2 separate regions of the Sus scrofa genome follow, and region 2 is linked to region 1. Evidence: chromatin contacts called from public HiChIP or PLAC-seq data. All regions are on one chromosome and are shown on one strand. The core of a region is the stretch at or near the end of the contact, and the rest is flanking DNA. Distances in the headings are between cores, read along the strand shown. Region 1 has its middle 100 kb from the start of TMSB4X. Region 2 overlaps GPM6B (neuronal membrane glycoprotein M6-b).

Region 1 (2,700 bases), core at 137-2,636:
TGCCTCTTGGATCTTAAAATTCCAGACATGGAGCTGCTCTGTGCGTTCCACCTTCACTTAAGACACTGCATGGGCACTATCAGTCCCTAGTACCACGTCTAACAAAGACAAAGGAAACTTACATGACTGAATTGGTAGAGCCACTTTGGAGGGCAGTCTGACAACGTGCATCAACAGCCTTAAAAGTATACCTAAAAAAAAAGTGCTTACACTTTTTGATCTTGAAATTTTTATTTCTAGGGTCCTACTTTTGGCCACTATTCAGAGACAGAGTCTAAAAATCTATGAACTGGAATTCCCCTTGTGGCTCAGTGGTAACGAATCCAACCTGTAATCATGAAGATGCGGATTTGATCCCTGGCCTCGCTCAGTGGGTTAAGGATCCGGCATTGCTGTGAGCTATGGTGTAGGTCCCAGATGCAACTCGGATGCTGCATTGCTGTGGCTGTAGTGTAGGCCAGCAGCTGTAGCTCCAATTTGACTCTAGCCTGGGAACTTCCATATGCTGCAGGTGCCCTAAAAAGCAAAGAAAAAAAAAATCTATGAACAGAGATGTGCATTACAGTGTTATTCTGGAGAAAAATGACATTTTCAGTGTCCCTCAATAGTAATTTTTGAATATATACGGCATGTTCTTACCATGAACAGAGCCATTAATAACCCATGTTGTAGGAGAAGGGGGGTAAGGTGGCTAAATTACCACATAACACAAAACAAAATTGAGTATCCAGAACGATATAGGTTTGTAAAAAAAAGAGAGAGAGAGAGAGACGGGTGTTTCTGAAACTATGTCAGGAGAGAGAAACAAACACTAAAAGGAAATACATCAAAATGTTAAGTGCAGCTTTGGCTGGCTGAGGATGAAGTTCACAAGGGCTTTTTGGTTTTGTTTTCATCACTGTGCCCTTCTGGATGGTTCGAAGTTCCCACAGGTCTTAAGGGTTGGTTTTATCATGAAAAATTCATTTAGAGAAAGAATACCCTTAATTAATTCATTAATAACATGAACATGGGAGAAAAGCAAGGCACTAATAGTCCAGTGGACACGCGCTGGAGGCTAGCATGGGCCCGAAGCCATCTGTCTCTACTCTGCTGCTTTTGGTACAGGGTCATGGGGAATCCATAGAATGTGCTCGCTGGGGCAGGGGGAGGGGAGGGGGAGGCGCTCCTTTCACACTCAGATGTGGAGCTGGGAAGCTGGCCCAGGCCTTGGCGAAGGAGGTGGCCCCTCTTGCATGCGAATTGAGGGCCGTGGGCTGCGACCATCCTCCCAGCTGTCTGAGCAAATGCAGGAATTCAGAGCTGACCAGCAAAGGAGGGCAAGAGACGAGGCCAGGGCAGCTGGTGTCCGGCGGAGACGGTCTTCTGTTTCCTGGAGTTCACACAGGGGAAGAGGAAGCCTTGCTCAACCGCAGAGCACGTTGAAGCAAACTGTGCTGAGCATGAGGAGGGGCCCCAGACCCCAGAGAGCCCCGGTCTGGGGCGCTGTGGCTGTGGCTGCTGTGCTGTTTTATCTTCAGGAAACTGCTCACCGCTCGCTCAGAATTCTGACACCACTGTTCACTGGGGGCCGGATGCCTGCCCTGAACTCACTGAACGTGTGTCCACTGTTGTTGCCCAGAAGAGCAGCCGCCACCATCCCCCGGAGAACACGCTGAGCTGAACACGCTGCGGGGCGGGGGATGGAGGAAGGTTATGTGAGCATTACACGAGGCCACATTCTCTGGGACTTGTCTCTCATGGGGACCGGCCTCAACAGGACAGGCTGCGAGCCTTCTGGCCTCCCAGACTGACTTGCCTCGGCCAGTCCCATCGGCTCCATCTCCAAGAAGAATCTTGCCAGCAGTCAGGAGGCTCCCTTCCTCGGCCCCAGCCTCCCTTGGAGGTCCCTCTGCCAAACTGGACTGCTTTGAGCCCTGGAGCTGTCCCAACCCCTCCCTAAGGCCTCGATGGAATGGCTAAGCTGAATGTGCAGTCTTCTCTGTATTGTCTTGTGGCATCTGTGGGCTGATGGATAGTCTTCCTAAATACCTAAAAATTCAAAGTACACGTTCTTCTGCCTCCTTGCTCAGCAACGGCACACAGGCAAAGCAACTGGTACCGCAGTGTGCAATCCTTCTCAGCAGGAAGCTTCTGGGGGGTCCCTGCAAGCATGTGCTAGATAGCCGTGGTTTCAGGGTAACAGCCAGGTAGGTCTGGCCACCGGAAATGTTCGCACTAGACACCCTCGCCGGCTTCTGTCTAACCCTAGTGTTAGGGAGAGGCCATCATTTTTCCACTTTGACAAAACCCGTTTGATTTCTCACACGGTATTTATTTTTTTCTGATTGCAAACCACGAAAAGGACCACAAACTGGATCCAGCTGAGGAGAAGCCGGGGCCTAGGGCCATTTCTCAGCTGCTCTTAAAGAATTCCTCAGACGGAGTCATTTTCCCTTGAGCCACAATCCCCCAAACTTCTAAAGAGACCACGTCTAGAGGAAGCATCTTGCTCTATGAAGGCAGCTGAGTGAGCCCTTCTGGGAAATGAAGCTAAATGACAATACCTTTTAGCTGCCTCCTCTTAGGAATCTGGTCTCAGTGCCAATCCATGTTATTTCTCACTATTGAAGAAGCATTAATGGCGAGTCCAAGGGCCCAAGGTTATTCGGACTCTTAGGAACCACACTTTCAGATCCCAGCGGCATCGGGTCAAGTTTT
Region 2 (2,861 bases), core at 342-2,841, 800 kb before region 1:
AGTCTAAGAGAGAAGGCAAAGAACTAGAACAAACTGTGGAATAGAGGCACATCTGAGAGTCCGAGGCCTTGAGGATGGATGTAGCCTCTGATGCTTGCCTGGCCAAGCCCTGATGTCCCAGGGGTTTAGAGAAGCCCCAGCTCACTGATTCTAATTCAGGATTCAGCAACTCTTTTCTGTACAGAGCCAGGCGGTCACTATCTGTCACAGCTACCCAGCTGTGCTTTGTAGGCCAAAACAGCACTAGCTGGTCCGCAGTTGAATGGGTGTGGCCATGTGCCAATAAAGCTGTATGTATGATCCAGCTGCAGGTCCGATTTGGCCTTGCTGACCCCTGGTCTAGAGCCGGGGCTTCTAAAGGGGTCCACACACCTTCAAGGGGCCTGTGGGAAGAGAACTCAGGAGGAAATGGGATACGAAAAAAATACACCCCTGTTTTTACTCACCTCCAATAGAAACTTAGCATTTGCTTTCACATGAATGTGGGCCACGCTTCAGTAGACCCATGACTTTGCTGCGTGAATAGAAATCACAGATACATGGGCACATCCTGTTTTGTCTCTGCTTAATTGCGCTGCACAGGTATTGCGGTTTTTACAAATGGAAGGTTTGTGGCCACCCAGTATCAAGCAGGTCTATTGGCGCCATTTTTCCAACAGCATTTTTTATAATTAAGGTCTATGCATTTCTGGTGGCATAATGCTATTGGATACTTAATAGATTGGTATGGTGTAAATGTAACTTTGATATGTACTAGGAAACCGAAAAAAATGTGTGTGTTGCTTTATTGCAGCGTTTGCTTTGTTGCTGTGGTCTGGAGTGGAACCTGCAGTATCTCTGAGGTCTACCTGTATCCATATCTCTATAGTTGTTGCAGGTATCTCCAAATGTTGTTAACACTTGTCACGTCTTTGAAGTTGTACATGATACCCTAAGCAGCATTAATAAAGAAAGAACATACGTACTATACATGCATGTATAATTACGTATTACATGATGACATAGAAAGCTTTGACCTTGACATTCCCGTCTGGTCGGACACACCGGTTAACAGCCAATGGAGTGCCCTCACTTGATCATACTTTCATGTTTATTTCTTTTAATCGAAGTGTAGTTAATTTACATTGTGTTATTTCAGGTGTACAACAGAGTAACTCGGTTGTACATATACATCTAGTTCAGATTCTTTGCCATTATAAGTTATTACAAGATATTGAGTATATTTCACTGTGCTCTGTAGTACGTCCATGTTGTTTATCTATTTTTATATATAGTAGTGTGTATGTGTTAATCCTAGATTCCTAATTTGTCTCTCCACCACCCATCCCCTTTGGTGACCATAAGTCTGTTGTCTATGTCTGTGATTCTGTTTCTGCTTTTGTAAATAAGTTCATTTGTATCATATTTTATTTATTCATTTGTGCCATATTTTAGATTCCACATATAAGTGATATCATATGGTGTTTGTCCTTCTCTGTCTGGCTTACTTCTCAGTGTGACATTCTCTAGGTCCATCCATGCTCCTCCTCCCATCTTGATGGAGCCCCATCCTTAATACCTTCTCAATGGGATTGGCTCACATGGGCCCCCTGCAGTTCATCCTGTGTCACTGCAGCTCATGTGCTCAGAGGGCACTGTTCCCTGTCCTTGGGATTGTCAAGTCTGTTGGGATTTTAAAAAGACAGGCTTCTCTGTGATTGGATTGGCATTTGGTTGTGAGTATGCATCATGAGCCCTGACTATGGTGGGAGACAGAAGCCTGACTTTATTCTGGTTTTCTTAGTGATTTTCTGCTGGCCTTTGGGCAGCTCGTTTAGTGGGAGCTGTTGAGGCCGAGGAGAAGGCATTCTGGACAAGGGTCAGAGGCCTGAGTGTTAGCACTGTGACTTCCTCTGTCTATCTCATGATCTTGGGAAAGCCAGTTAGCCTCTGTGTGCTTAAGTAAGCTTGTTGAAAATGGGGTAATACCCTCCCCGAGGAGTAGATGAGACAGTGTTGGGCAATCACTTTCGGGCAGGCCATTTTCATTAGCACAGTGGCGGAAGCATGCTGTCTCTAGCTCAGAGTGGCTGAGATGATTGAGTGAGATAATCAACATAAATGCTGAAATAAATCCAATCTACTTTAATGGAATCACCTTTAATAACAAATTAAGTGAGAGGAAACATTCCTGTATCTAGGCCTGGTGTATTTCCCACTTGTTTTTGAAGGCACCCATTGGCAGATAGGAATGAAGACCTTAGTAAAGAGGATCCTATTTGTGTTTTTGCTGTAAAGGATGTGCATTAAAGGAGACTGTACTTCACTGACAGTGGACTGAGTCTGGAAACCACACACTTGGACTCCTGTTACACAATCACCTAATTTTCTGCAACCACTAAGAGCCTGACCATCATATAGGAATTCTGAACTCAGCCCAACAAATGATGAGGCTTGATGGTAGTAGTTTATATTTCTAGCGTAACCTTCTTTTGCCACCTTCGCAATTAGAATTCGGCAATTCTTTTTTGAATATAGAACTTTAAATCGGAGGTTCGTTAATTTGTAGTGAGAAATAAAATCCGCAGGCCGATTTTGGCCTTCAGAGTATCTTTTTCTTGGTAGGGAAATCTCCATGGAGTCTAAGTTTCAGGACCAGGTTGAGCAGAGAGCAGCAGGAAAGAAAATTCACCAAGTTCCTGGCCCCATTCTTGGGGGACTGTGTCCGTCTTCAGGTTCAAGTGCACATTGTCTGCCAAAGTGTATTTGAACATGGAGTCCCCACAACAAGCATGCAAAAATCTTGGGGTTTGGCACCATGACCTTGTCTGGCTGGCTGGACTTAGGGAACAAGGGCTCTTCGTTTCTGGCAGGTCTAGTGG

Evidence for each region. HiChIP or PLAC-seq counts read pairs in DNA pulled down with a chosen protein or histone mark.
Region 2: an H3K27ac HiChIP or PLAC-seq map of alveolar macrophages shows a contact between it and region 1. The contact joins two enhancer-like sites. A contact is called at or near these places in 1 of 47 Hi-C or Micro-C datasets (embryonic fibroblasts) and 1 of 2 datasets of contacts at active chromatin or transcription factors (alveolar macrophages).

What each region holds. Positions count from the first base shown.
Region 1 is chrX:9,750,932-9,753,631 of Sscrofa11.1, reverse strand. No RefSeq gene overlaps it. Among named protein-coding and RNA genes, the nearest start is that of TMSB4X, 100 kb to the right of the region's middle. Within about 2 kb of position 1,386, at least 29 of the 83 cell types and tissues checked have an H3K27ac peak or open chromatin away from gene starts, as enhancers often do. A contact at or near this core is called in alveolar macrophages, where this site is marked.
Region 2 is chrX:10,550,716-10,553,576 of Sscrofa11.1, reverse strand. The region is part of intron 1 of GPM6B (neuronal membrane glycoprotein M6-b); the gene reads left to right. Among named protein-coding and RNA genes, the nearest start is that of GPM6B, 31 kb to the left of the region's middle. Within about 2 kb of position 1,591, at least 16 of the 83 cell types and tissues checked have an H3K27ac peak or open chromatin away from gene starts, as enhancers often do. A contact at or near this core is called in alveolar macrophages, where this site is marked.